2 separate regions of the Hordeum vulgare genome follow, and region 2 is linked to region 1. A link is a contact called in public Hi-C data. All regions are on one chromosome and are shown on one strand. Each heading gives the region's core, a stretch centred on a gene start, on an enhancer-like site or on the middle of the called end of the contact. The rest is flanking DNA. Distances are from core to core; before and after follow the strand shown.

What was found. Hi-C and Micro-C count contacts between places; a contact is called where the count stands out from the background.
Region 2: a contact with region 1 is called in a Hi-C map of leaf, with 4 times the contacts expected there. The contact joins the promoter of LOC123399776 here to the enhancer-like site in region 1. A contact is called at or near these places in 3 of 6 Hi-C or Micro-C datasets (leaf and seedling) and 1 of 1 datasets of contacts at active chromatin or transcription factors (embryo).

What each region holds. Positions count from the first base shown.
Region 1 is chr5H:488,182,640-488,189,180 of MorexV3_pseudomolecules_assembly, forward strand. No RefSeq gene overlaps it. Among protein-coding and RNA genes, the nearest start is that of LOC123399775, 50 kb to the left of the region's middle. Within about 2 kb of position 3,307, at least 1 of the 3 cell types and tissues checked has open chromatin away from gene starts, as enhancers often do. A contact at or near this core is called in leaf, where this site is marked.
Region 2 is chr5H:488,252,344-488,258,884 of MorexV3_pseudomolecules_assembly, forward strand. It overlaps LOC123399776 (squamosa promoter-binding-like protein 18), which reads left to right and starts at 3,013. Exons shown (of 3, transcript XM_045094159.1): 1 at 3,013-4,104; 2 at 6,272-6,402. The coding sequence starts at 3,596.

The sequences.
Region 1 (6,541 bases), core at 2,057-4,556:
AGTGTGCAGACGTACGGTACAGTCTTCTTCATCAAAACTGACGAACTCCCGCGTCGCGCATGCAAGCCTTGCTGAGAACACCTCCGTCCGTATGGATCATGCCACTGATGCCCGTGTGTTGGTAGAAGTAGAGCCGCAACGTTCTCACAGTGTCCATGGTGTGTTTCACTTGACACCACCTGGATCGGCACAGCTCATGCACGTATTGTGCCCCAACAACGCGCGCGAGCGGAGTTTCCGTGCGTGCGCCGAGAGCAACGGAGCTCGCGAGCGTCGCCGTCCCGGCCGCTGCTCCGGCGTGGCGTCATCTGCGTGGAGGCAGGCCGGCCAACATTCAAGTATATGTATGTATGTGGAGCGAAGAGAGCCTTTAGCTGTTGATCGATGTGAAACGCCGTCGCCGGCTCGCCCGCCACCACTGCCCTGTGACGTGCGAATATCGGCGAGATCCATCAAAGCGCGAGCGTGTGGGTCAGGCGCCGCTTGGCCTCGCCGTCGCTACAGTGAACACTTTTACACACTGATCACTCGCTCTCTGACTCTTTTCCTACTCGATGCTACTAGTAACGTAGAAGGAGGGAGGAAGCGAGGATTGGAGCCAGCCACAGATTGCAGATGCAGTAACCCTCTCCTCCCCGGCATGGCATGGCATGGCAGCATCGATCTATCCCTCTAGCTAGCTCTACCGCTAGGGCTAGTCTTGTGATCTGTCTCTCTCCTCGTCTCATCTCAGCATGCATCAGCACCGCCGCCAGTGTCCGGCCAACGACTCAATCGAAGAGAGCACATTCATATGTCATACAGACACGGCAAGCCGTCCGGCGGGACGCAGCCGCCGTCCAACCAAAGTCCCACCGCACATTCAAGAGCTCCGTCGCCTCGCTCTCACCACGTCACGTGCTCCCCCGTGTTATCCACGTGGGCTCCCTTCCACGTCCAGTGACACTGCTGCCTTTCCAGGTGCCTCACGCGGGAAATTCTGAAACTCACGCGGTCTTTTCTACAGCAAAATCAGTGCGCCCCGCATGGAAATCGTTCGTCAGTCTTGTAGCTCTCTCTCGACAGAATTCGTCCGATTAACCAATTAATCGATCAATTAATCTCTACTCGTTAGATCATCGAGTAGTCAATTAACTGATCAATTGTTCGATTAATTGAATAAATGATCGATTAACTTGGCGTATGTGCACTCTTTCTTGCTAGGTGCACTCGGTAGATCTAGCTAGACTAAAGTGACGACCTAGCAAGCAAGAAAGGGTGCACGTACGCCATGCACTTATTTTGCTCACTCAAGTAGAAAGGGCAAAGCAACTTTTAGCGGGCGGTCGAGTACATAATCAGTCCTTTGCAACGGCTTCTACTGTTGGACAGTTAAGTCCTACTACATACTCTACTTACATATATAGCGCAGCAAAGGCATAACGCCCACGGCTTAGACACCAACCGTGAGACAGTACTACATACATGTAGATCTCCATTTCTTGCAAGGTTTAGCCGATGATTGGGCCGTCACTTCCCAGTGTCATGTCCGATTGATGAGCCGTCGATTAGTAGTTAGCACGCTCCATTGCTGGATCGGCCGGACGCCTTGCACATCGACCTCCGGTCAAAGAGACGTACGTGCATGGCCGCCGCGTCAGTAACTCAAACCGACAAGGGATGAACTGCTACAGTGACACAACACGGCCATGATGCTAGCAGGCTTAGCTGCTGTAGGTTGGCCTCTATAGTTGATGTTATTTTTCCTAGGTGACCCAAACGCGAGACCATGAAGAGCATTCAGGGCACCTGACAGTACTTTTTGAACCATTGTGTGTTGTTACCTAGCGCGTCACGTAAATTTGCATTCAAGGCACTGTCGAGTAAGAAAGAGTACTGGTGGCCGTGGGCACGGCAATTGTTTCTGTGGCTGGCTGCGTCTTCTGTCAAGTTTTTTGATGAGGCGCCAGCCTGCAGATCTAATATGGGTCTGATACCTAGGACGTGGTACGTACAGGAGACGCATTTAGTCGCAGGAGATCTCTCCTCTAACAACAAGGCAATTATTATCGCAAGCCGCCCTGTACGTACTCACGTTGGCCATTACCGCCGTGTCCACGAAGCACAGGCGCAGACCAGGAGTGTGCAGGCGTACGGTACAGTCTTCTTCATCAAAACTGACAACTCCTGCATCATGCAAGCTTTGCCAAGAACCCGCTCGTCCGTACCGTTCGGTTCGTGCATGATTAACTGGTCTGGGTAGGATAGAACCGCATTGTTAGAACATCTACATCCGCACCCTCTAGATCCTCCTCAAATGTGTGGAACGTCCTTCCGATTAGTGTCCGGTCAAAAATAATTTGATCCAACCGGATCCCCACTTTCATTCTAAACATCCGGACTGACCGGCACCCTTCATATTCATCTCAAATGTAGGAAGGATACGAGGGCTCGCGAACGTGTCCGATGCGCCCGGTCAGTCCGCCACGTAGAACGCGACCTCACCCTGAACCATATTTTCTTTTTATTTATTCATTCATTTCTCTCTCTCTCTCTTTCTTCCTCTCGACCAGTCATGTCAGAGACCGGACATATAAGGAAGAAAATAAGAAGAATGACTTTGCAGACGGACAAATAAAAGACAAGCCCGATCATTGATCCGACGCGTCCGTGAACGTTTACGAGATCATATTTACTAAGTTCGGCTATAGATGCTTTTACAACGGCCCCTGGTGCCAATGCCGGTGCAACCGGGGAGGAGAACCCTCCATTGCTGGCCTGGCCATGGTGTTTTGCTTCGAGTTGTTCTCTGGTATCCTCCAATTAACAAGGGTCATTAATTCAGTGCTAACGAATGGTCCATATCAACCAATAATACTGCGGTAAAACTCCCGCAGTATTTTTGGTTAATTCATTCGATCCGAAGTTGGATCGAGTGAGGTCCAGGTTTTTTTGGGCAAATAAACAAGGGAAACAAAATATCACAGGGCTTTAGTTTAAGGAAGGACGGGCATAAGCCTTCGTCCGAAAAGAAAGATCAAAATATGATAGTACATGTCAAATTATTTTCAACAAGTTTTTTTTTAATTGAGAATCAAGTTCTCTGTATCAATGTGAATGTGGTATTGCAATCCCATGAAAAAAGAAGGCCTCACAGATTACTTGTTCCGGGCCCACCCGACGGGGACAGGACGCGAGTTCGCAAGCTTGCGAGCGGGCGATGATACCCCGTCGCCCTCCCGGACACTGCTCCGGCGTCGCGCCGCTACAGTGGGTGAAGACGTTGTGTGTGTCGCTGCCTCTGTCTATCTTTCTTATTCTAAGAGTTAGAGGAAGAGAGGGAACCATCGCAGTCAGATTGCGCTATCAGTCCCTCTCTCTCTCGGCTACTGCTAGCGCTAGGGGGCTACCCGGCCGTGTCTCTCTCCGTCTCAGCATCAGCAGCGCCACCAGTGTCCAACGACTCGAGGAGCACATTCATCCATACACGGCAAGCCGTCAGCCGTGTGTCTCCTGCGCGCGCGATGCACGAGCAGCCCGCCCAAAACCCAGCCGCCGGCCGGCCATTGATGAGTCCTCGTCTCACATGCTAGTCCTTCCCAAGGACCTCTATTGTCCGGCAGTTACATATATGGCGCGGCCGCAGCAAAAGCATACTGCCCACGGCTTGGGCACCAACCCTGAGACATCACATGTAGATTCGTGGAATTCCATTTCTTGCAAGTTTTAGCTGATGATCGGACCGTTGGTTCCACCGGTGTCAATGTCATGTCCAATTGATGCGCCGTCGATCCGTTTGTGTCGACATCTTTGCACATATAGGCAACTGTGCCCCATAATCAAGCACCTGCCTTGTTGACAAAGGCCATCAATTTCACTCGTCATAATCTTTGCGCTGTAAAATATCTTTTCAGGGTGTTGGTTGGCGACGTCGCTTCGATCGGCGATTTTAGCAACGTGGATTTGGCCCTGACCTGATCAGATTTCATAGAGAGCCTGGGACATGGATTATGCAACGTGCAGCAGTACTTGCAAATCCCTGAGTCTTGTGACCTAGGACATGCTACATGTCCATAGTGCACTGGCGCTGAAGACCAAACCTGCAGTACGGTCGGACTCCTGCACCTGCTCCTGCGCAAGTAGTAGCAAGTATGGCGGCCTCCCTCTACTCAGAAATCACTGCACGTTCCATCGCTACGTTGTACGTCGGTTTCAGACCACCTGACGGAACGCAGATTTCCGTGCCGGCCACTCCTCCCTCGCCGATGAAAGGGGCGGCTCGCCGTCGCCGGCTCGCCCGCCACCAGTGCGGTGCGCCCGTGACGTGCGAATATCGGCAAGATCCTACCTCGTGTGGGTCTGGAGCCGCCCGGGCTCGCTGTCGCGGGCGAGCCGCGCCGCGCTACAGGGAACACTTTTACGCACTGATCTCTCGCTACAGGGAACACATTACTCTCTCTCGCTCTCGCTCTCGCGTTCTTTTCCTACTCGAAGCCACTGTTACTGTAGAAGAAGGGAGGAAGACATAGCCATTGGAGCCAGCCAGATTGCAGGCGGCAGCCCTCCTCCCGGGCACGGCGGCATCGATCCGTCATCCGTCCCCCTCCCTCTCTCTATTACGCTGCTGCCGCCACCTCTAGGAGACTAGGACGGTGCCGTCTCTCTCTCGCCCCGCACCACTAGTGCCCAATGACTAGGAGCACAATGCCAAATATGATGGTTGCATCGATTAAGAGCGAAGCAAGGATTTGGATACTTGCCGGAGCAAAAAAAAAAACTGAGTTCGATCATGCCATGAGAGTAGGCTGTGGGTCGTCGGTCATTTGTGAAGGAGTAATGGACCTCGTAACTGTGTTTCAAACCCCTTCTTTATTAATGTGATGAGGTAAAGCTTTTGCTTTCGTTTCAAAAAAAAAGACTAGGAGCACAATGAAGCACCGATGCACAGCGGGAAGCAGGGGCAGCTTGCTGTCACATCCTCACATGCTAGCTATCCTCTCGTTGTTGGGACAAATCCCGGACCAATCCTCCTCGACGACACACACGCCGAGCAGCCTCCCGGCGAAACGCCGAACGAAGGTAGACGAAGGAGACATCATGATTTTACCGACGACGAACGCCTGTATCTTGGCTTTATTTTACACAACGATCCGAATACATACATAAAGATACACACACGCGGCCCAACTTTAAAAGAACTCTCACGTCGACCGAGCGCACACCACGGTTCCGACGAAGACTTCATCTCCCTTAAGCCCTTTCACCCTGACTTGACACATATTTTTTTAAACGAAGGCAAAAGCTCTACCTCATCTCATTAATTAAGAAGACAGAAGAACATTGTCTTAAGGTTACAAGACCACTCAGGCCGGAGCAAGGGGATCGCTCTCCCGGTAAAATATTACCCATAAACCTAGCACCCGCCACTACCCACGTCTTTGCTTCATCCTTGATCGACGCCGCCACCCGCGACGGCAAGGAAGCCTTGTTTCGAAAGACCCGAGCATTCCTCTCATTCCATATCTCCCAACAAACGAGCATCTGCAGAGAGTTGATCGCCTTCGTGGAGTTGCCTGGTCGTTCCTCATTCGAGACCCACCATTGATTCACCGTCTGAAGGTCGACCCAAGAGAGGGTCGAAGATTGCCAACCCAGCCAACTAAAATTGAAGTTCCACACCCTCATAGAGAAACGACATTTGAACATAATATGGGGCACCGACTCCGGCTCCTGCTTGCAAATCTGACAAAGGCCACAATCTGGCCATCCTCTGCGCTGCAGCCTATCAGCAGTCCAGATTTTATCTTTTAGGACGAGCCAGGAGAAGAATTTAATCTTAGGAGGTGCCCAAATCTTCCAGACCATCTGCGGCAATGCAGACTTAATCAACACGGCAAACTGCATCCTGTACGCTGTGGTCGTGGAGTAGCAACTGTCCGCCGTGAACTTCTAGCGGATGCTATCACTAACGCCCAGAGCAAGATTGAACTGTTGAACACTCGACCAAAGATCACAAAATTGTTGAAGAAGGATAACTGACAGGCCGCCTTGTAAGTTAATATGCCTGACCCAAGCATTGTTGTGCATCGCATTAGCTACGCAGCTCTTGGGGCGCTTTGAAAGGGCGAAGATGCGCGGAGCAATGACTTTAGGCTTTTGACCATTGAGCCAAGGGGAGTGCCAAAAACTCGCCTTCAAACCGTCCGCAATGCTAATATTCGTGGCCTCGTAGAAATGTCCTTGTCCTTGTCGTCGCATGGGGTTTCCAGGCCAATCCAGGCCCTGAGAGGGTCCACCCAAGCAAACAATAACCAACGAAGCCTGAGTGCCCGAGAGAATTTATCGAGGTCGAGGATGCCCAGGCCGTCCAGGTTTGTGGGATGACAAACCACTTTCTAGTTAACTTTGCATTTGCCGCCCGAGATCTGATCGGTCCCCGCCCACAGGAAAGCCTGTTGAATCTTTGTGATGCTTTTTTGGTGCCCGGAGGCAAATCAAAAGTGGTGATGTGGAAGATCACAATAGAAGTCAAAACAGATTTGACAAGGGTTGTTCGTCCAGC
Region 2 (6,541 bases), core at 1,763-4,262, 69 kb after region 1:
ACATTAGTTGCACCATGAGTCGGAGTGCACACGGTACACCCGCAGTGCTACTTTGGGACCTTCTTCCAACCAACCAATTCACACTTAATATGTTTTGGCAAATTAAAGGCTGCCTAGAGCTCCCCGCAAAGAAAAGGGTCTGCCTAGATATACAAGGGTGCATATCATGGTGGTGCAATCTTTCACCTACATGGTAGTCCAATCTTTTCACCTACCATCTCACATCCCATTATTGTTACATTTCCTTTCTACATCTCCTTATCCCTGCACTCCACCACAACTCAAGAACACCTAAAAGGAGGAAACAAACAAGCAAACGAGCCCATGCATATCATCTCCATGAGAGCCAGGCTCCCTTCCAATAAAGCACACTCAAATACTATGCTTCAATATATCATTGTTTTCCTTGGTACTACTTTTTACAAATAATATACAACTTGTGCCAATAAAGTTCCCAATATTTTGAGAGCGCAAAGTCGTTGATTCAAGTCGTGGATATCGGTTCAATAATGCCTTTGTGTTTCCTTTTTCTTTTCTTGATGTTGTAGTATTGTAGCCTCGTACTGTATAAATTGCTAGAATGGCTAATGTGGACGGGGACGGCAAAAAAGGGAACATCATATAAGCAATCACAAGGGGAGCCAATTATGTCTCATGTGTATGATGATGTGCTAGCAAGTACCAACTACACATCACGCCAAAATAAATATTTCTAGAACGTCATATAACACATTATATGCATTATATGCATGTGTGATATCAAAGAAACAAAACAAACAATATCACAGAACTGTATGTATTTATTTCTAGTCACACATAGAATATCTTTCAATCAAAATGTTACAACACATGCATGTGTTTGAGCACATCTTTTGAAAACAATTGTGTTTGAGCACATAGAGAGCACGAACGTAACCCACAAAAAGTTAAATTGCACTCACACCTCAGAAACAAAAGGAGGAAATGGTATTTTGAATAGTGCAATAGTACCTTTTCCAAATTGAATTATGAACTGGATCCATTAATTGTAACTTAACATATAATCATTTTTACAACAATGTCTCTTAAAAAAATTATTTATACGACGTGGTGGATCTATCTTGTGCACATTAAAGAAACATATCAATTTCTAATTCAAAATATGGAATTTTTTTTGCACGTGAGTAGATGACTTGCGCCACGAAGTGCACATGATACAACCTCAACGGTAAGTAGCAGCAGAACGGTTTCCAACCAACCAATCCACCACCCAATATGTCTTGACAAATTAAAGGCTCCCTACGGCTACAAGGTGGCCCATCATGGTAGCACAATCTTTCACCTATCATGCTAGTCCAATCTTTCACCTATCATGTCACATCCCATTATCATTTACCTTTCTAGATCTCCTTAGGGCTATCCCTACACTCCACCACAACTCAAGAACACCCCAAAGGAGCAAACAAACAAGCAACGAGCCCATGCATATCGTGTCCATGAGAGCCAGTCTCCCTTCCAAATTCCAATCAAGCACGCTCAAACACTATTCTACAATGTATCATAGCCTTGTCTTTCTCTTGGTACTGTGTTACAAATAATGTGCCATGACGTGGAGTATACAAAACCACCAGGCTCCCAAGTTTGGCGCGCATGATGCAGCCATAGGGTGGCGACAAGGCGCTAATCTAGCTAACGGCATGCAATATAAAACTGATAGGCGACGTACCTGTGGCGGATAATTGGACCATCTCTCGGGTCTCGGCCACTGTTTTTCACATATCAAACGGATCAGGCCAAAAGCCTGGATCGAGGTGCGGCCGGGGCGTATCTTGAGGGCGATTAAAGTAGTGTTAAAATATTGGGTGCAAGTGCATGCAAGCTTTGCCCAGAGAATATCTTTTTGACAAGAGTCAGAGTTTTGCTGTGTGGCCTAGTACACTCATCGTAGCACACATGATTACTTTAGGTTTTTGTTGTGAACAAGAGCTTACTATTAATTGGTGCATAGTGCTCTCTGCCTCCTACAAGAATGGAGTTTTGAGGGCATGGATTAGTTTCACAGTGAATTACTAGCGATCCATTGTACAGTGGAGAGAGCAAGATTGTTGCAAAGATCCAAAGATGCGAGCAGAAGAGAAACATGCATAGGATAAATAAAAACGGCGTGCATGTCAGAAGCCCGTCATGCTAACCGCAGGTTTGAACACGTGATCAGCATTGTCAATCAAGGAGTGAAAAACCTGCGGTGCCTTCCAAACTGCCATCTCTCCTCGTCAAGTCTACTACCGCCTAGGATGTTGAAACGACGCATGCCTCTCAGCATCAAGAGTATCTAACTATTAAAGAGGCTTACTTAATTTACACGCTGATCAGCCAGAAAATAATTATTCGAAACATCAACCGTTTCTTCAAGACACACAGAAGAGGAAATTCCAAACACCCATGCTGCATTGCATTGACCTTTATGAAAGGAGTGAAAACGTGAGGTTCGGATAAGGAACCTCACACACGCCTACGATCCAAAAGGCGGTCTTAGAAAAACCACAAACCACAAGACTCTTTTCCTCCGAAACTGTCATAAAAATAGTTTGCTCCATGGAGAGCTTTTTTATATATATTTGATTGATGAGCAAAACCAGGGTCTAGTTATAGCTAGACCATCAGAAGCTAAGCATAGGCGATTAGGGGTCGCTAACACGCGCCCACGCCTTTGTTGAGGCGCCAAGAAAGGGAAAGCAAAGCCCTCAAAACCCCAACCAAACCAAGCCTAGCCCCCAATAATTGCAGGGGCAGCACAAGGAAGGCTTCCATGCTGGTGTTAAAGGGTGAACATGGCGCTGAGAGGGGCATATGGGGCCATCCATTCATTGCTCCTCCTCCTCCTTTGGAATCCCTGTCAGGGGATTGATCAAGACGAAGATGTTGAATGGCTTCTACCACCCAGCAATCACACAAAAAAAAATGGAACCCAAAACATTTTTACTACTAGTAGTAGGAGTATTATATACCACCCCCACCCCACCCCACCCCACCCCCCTCACCCCCTGCTAGGAGGAGTAGAAGGAAGAGAAGAGACTAGTCTCCTGCTGCCCACACCCGCACTAGCTAGCGAGTAGCGAGAGTAGCTCCTCCATCCATGGCTGTCCCTGCTCCATGCCACACACCTGCCGCACTTGCCTCTGCGAGCATGTACTGACTACTGCCTCCCAGTCCCTTGGCGCCATCTTTCTTGTCTTGCTGCTCGCTGGCTGGCTGGCTCGTCGCCTGTGCGTGCGCGTGTGTGCTCTGCCGTCTGCGCTGCCCTGCCCTGCCCTCCACCGAGCCCTCAGCCAGCTTCGCTGCACCCACATCCCTATCGGGATAAGCTGCCGCTGCATGCCCCGCTGCACGTTCGCGTTCCGGATGGTGGTCACCGCGCAATGATTCTTGCTTGGTGTCTAGCTGCCCGCGTCGCGGAGCGAGGGTGGGGGGGCCGGCCCGGAGGGAGCGGACAAACCGGCGACCAGTGACCTCACCCTGTGACTGCGGGAGCGCCAGGCGGGGCGGTGGGGCTGCCTGCCTGCTTCCTTGCTTGCTTGCTCTGGCTGCTGAGTGACTGAGCGGGCGAGCGAGCGGCATGGATTGGGATCTCAAGATGCCGGGTTCTTGGGACCTGGCCGAGCTGGAGCACGACGGGGTGCCGGCCATGGCCGCTCCCGCCGCGGCGGGCATCGCTGCCGCGGCCGCGCGTGGGCCGCCGGGCCGCCCCGAGTGCTCCGTCGACCTCAAGCTGGGAGGGCTGGGGGAGTTCGGCCCCGCGGCGGACGGCAAGATGAAGCAGCAGCCCGTGGCGACGACGGCGGCGGCGGCGAATGGCCCGGCGGCGTCTTTGTCGGCGTCGGCGTCGAACGCCGCGGCGGTGGTGCCGTCCGCGAGCCCGCTGAAGCGGCCGCGCCCGGGGGCCGGCGGCGGCGGCGGCGGCGCGGGGGCGGGGCACTGCCCGTCGTGCGCGGTGGACGGCTGCAAGGCCGACCTGAGCAAGTGCCGCGACTACCACCGGCGGCACAAGGTGTGCGAGGCGCACTCCAAGACGCCCCTCGTCGTCGTCGCCGGCCGCGAGATGCGCTTCTGCCAGCAGTGCAGCAGGTAACCAACAATCACCCGCCAAAACTGCAAAAAATTCCCTCATTCCCATCCATCTCATATCAGCAACCAATCCTCCTTGACTGTGACACCGGTGAAAGAAAAGAACACCATTGCTTGCTTGAACTGTCGCCATGAAAATACTTGCTGCATGAGAAGAACTGTCTGATTGGCCTCACCAGTCATTTCTTTCACACACGCATTTTTTTCTCCTTTTTTACCGCTGATCGTCGTTTCCTTTTTTAAAAGGCTGAAAAGGCCCTGGCTGAAACTAACCAGTTGCTCCCAGTCCAAGCAAGGAGGGCTACTGAATGAGCTGAGCATATCTCACTGTTCTTACAAGGATGCACCAGTAACTTTTCCTTTATCCGGCACTAACTTTTCAGCCTTTCCATATGGATCAAGTACCCCCCATGTTTTTTACTTTGGGCAACCAGTTGCATACCTGATTCATAACCCTCCCATTTTCCCGCTTTTGCACCAGTAACTTTCTAGCCCACGGGTGTGAATTATTACCAGCGAAAAGTGGCTGATGCACTCCATGTGCCAAAGATCAGCTGCACCAGTCCTTTTTATGATTTGCTAGCTGCCACATTTTCAAACCTGCCCTTGGATTCTCCCCTTTCCTGAATTATTATTTTTGGCTCTGGTTTGAAGCTCAAGAGTGGAGCATAATTTCTGACATTGACAAATATGTTACTGCGACTTTCATTCTGGCAAACAAAAAATCACCACAGATTTTCCATGACATTGACAAAGATGTCACTACTGCTTTTATTCTGGCTAAAGAAAACAGGCGCAATGCTCTGCTGGGGAGTCCCCAGAAAAATCATCACATATTTTAAACCAACTAGTAGGGAGACAAGAGGGTTAATCTGTGTTAACCAAGCCACTGTTAACCGTAGGTTACTCTAGGATGAACCCATTTTACCCTTGAGGTGGTTTATGTCTGACAAGACTGCCCCCCGTTGCTGAATTAGTAGTAAAACCACCAGATCCATGCGAATTCTTTGGGTTTACTCGTGGGGTTATTGTGTGCAGCAGTTTTTGTTGTGTGGGGACTGTTCACTCCTTAAAGATGTTGCTCAACACATGACCTGTTTTATTAAATTCTTGGCCTACCCCATCTGCCATGACCGCATCATGCTTACTAGCCTTGTTTCTTTCCACATGAGATGCCGGACCACCGGAGCGAATTGTCGAAACAAATACGATCCCACATCTTGCATTTTGGTGGAGCCGGTTGTCTCCGAATTGAATTTTTTTGGGTTTTCTGGTTAGCTGAATCATTGGAGCCCAACAAAAGCCAACCGGCTCCTGAAAATTCAAGGAATACAAAAACCACCCGTCAATCATTTGGTCGTCTTCTCCCGATAAAAGATTGAAAATTTTCAGTTGGGACGCGTTCGCAATGATTGGGCGCCCATCAGGCACACGATCAGGCAATAGTGCGCCGGGTGGAGCGAAATTTGGATCACCACGCTGTGCTCCATCAGTGTTCCTACATACTACTTACATACAGGCTGGTGCCGCACTGACATACGCCTGTTGGAACCTATGCCGTGGTCCAAATGCCCAACAGGAGTAGCACTAATTTGCAGCGCTTTGCAGGCCCAGTAGAAAACTTTTTGTAAAGCCAAGCCCACCCCCCATGCACTCAGCTTTGTTAACTGACGCATTGAAACCCGAGTGGTCCAGCTGCTCGTGTGTGTGTGTACTCTTTTCTTGGTCGAATCTGTGTTCTGTTTTAATGTTTGGCAACAAACAAGTATCCGGACCATTCTGTTTGAGTGCCGTGTTGGTCCATGTAGTTTTTGATTATGAGTTACTCATATATGATATGCGTACGATCAATACAGCAGCTTATATTCACCGTTATTGGTCCATGATGGCACCATGGCGGGTTATCATGCCATTGTAGCACTTTCCTGTATTATGAGAGTAATGCTTTTATTTTCTTATAACAAGGTTATGCGACGTTGTATTCGCATGGTCTTCAAGTGTGTTCTGATTTCGTCTCTTCACGTTATTACAATCATGTGTGTTTGGTATGTCATCAACAGTTTCAGTAGATACTGATTAGTACACACTCATATATGGTTAGCTCTTCCTTCGTACTCCTTTGCACGTAGATGTCCATCTTTCTTATCGTGAATCTCTTATTCCATAGGTTCCACATGCTTGCCGAGTTTGATGAGGCTAAGCGTAGCTGCAGAAAGCGCCTTGATGGGCACAATCGACGCCGCAGGAAGCCACAGGTAGATAGCATGAATTCTGGGAGCTTCATGACAACCCAACAAGGTACTCTTCTTGTCTAACTACCTCTTTTTTATTACCATGTTGGTTGCTACTATTATACATAGCTAAAATAAACAAAATCATATAGTAACCGCAGAACCAGAAACTTCGGTTATAAAATACATCAATTCAAATGCAAACC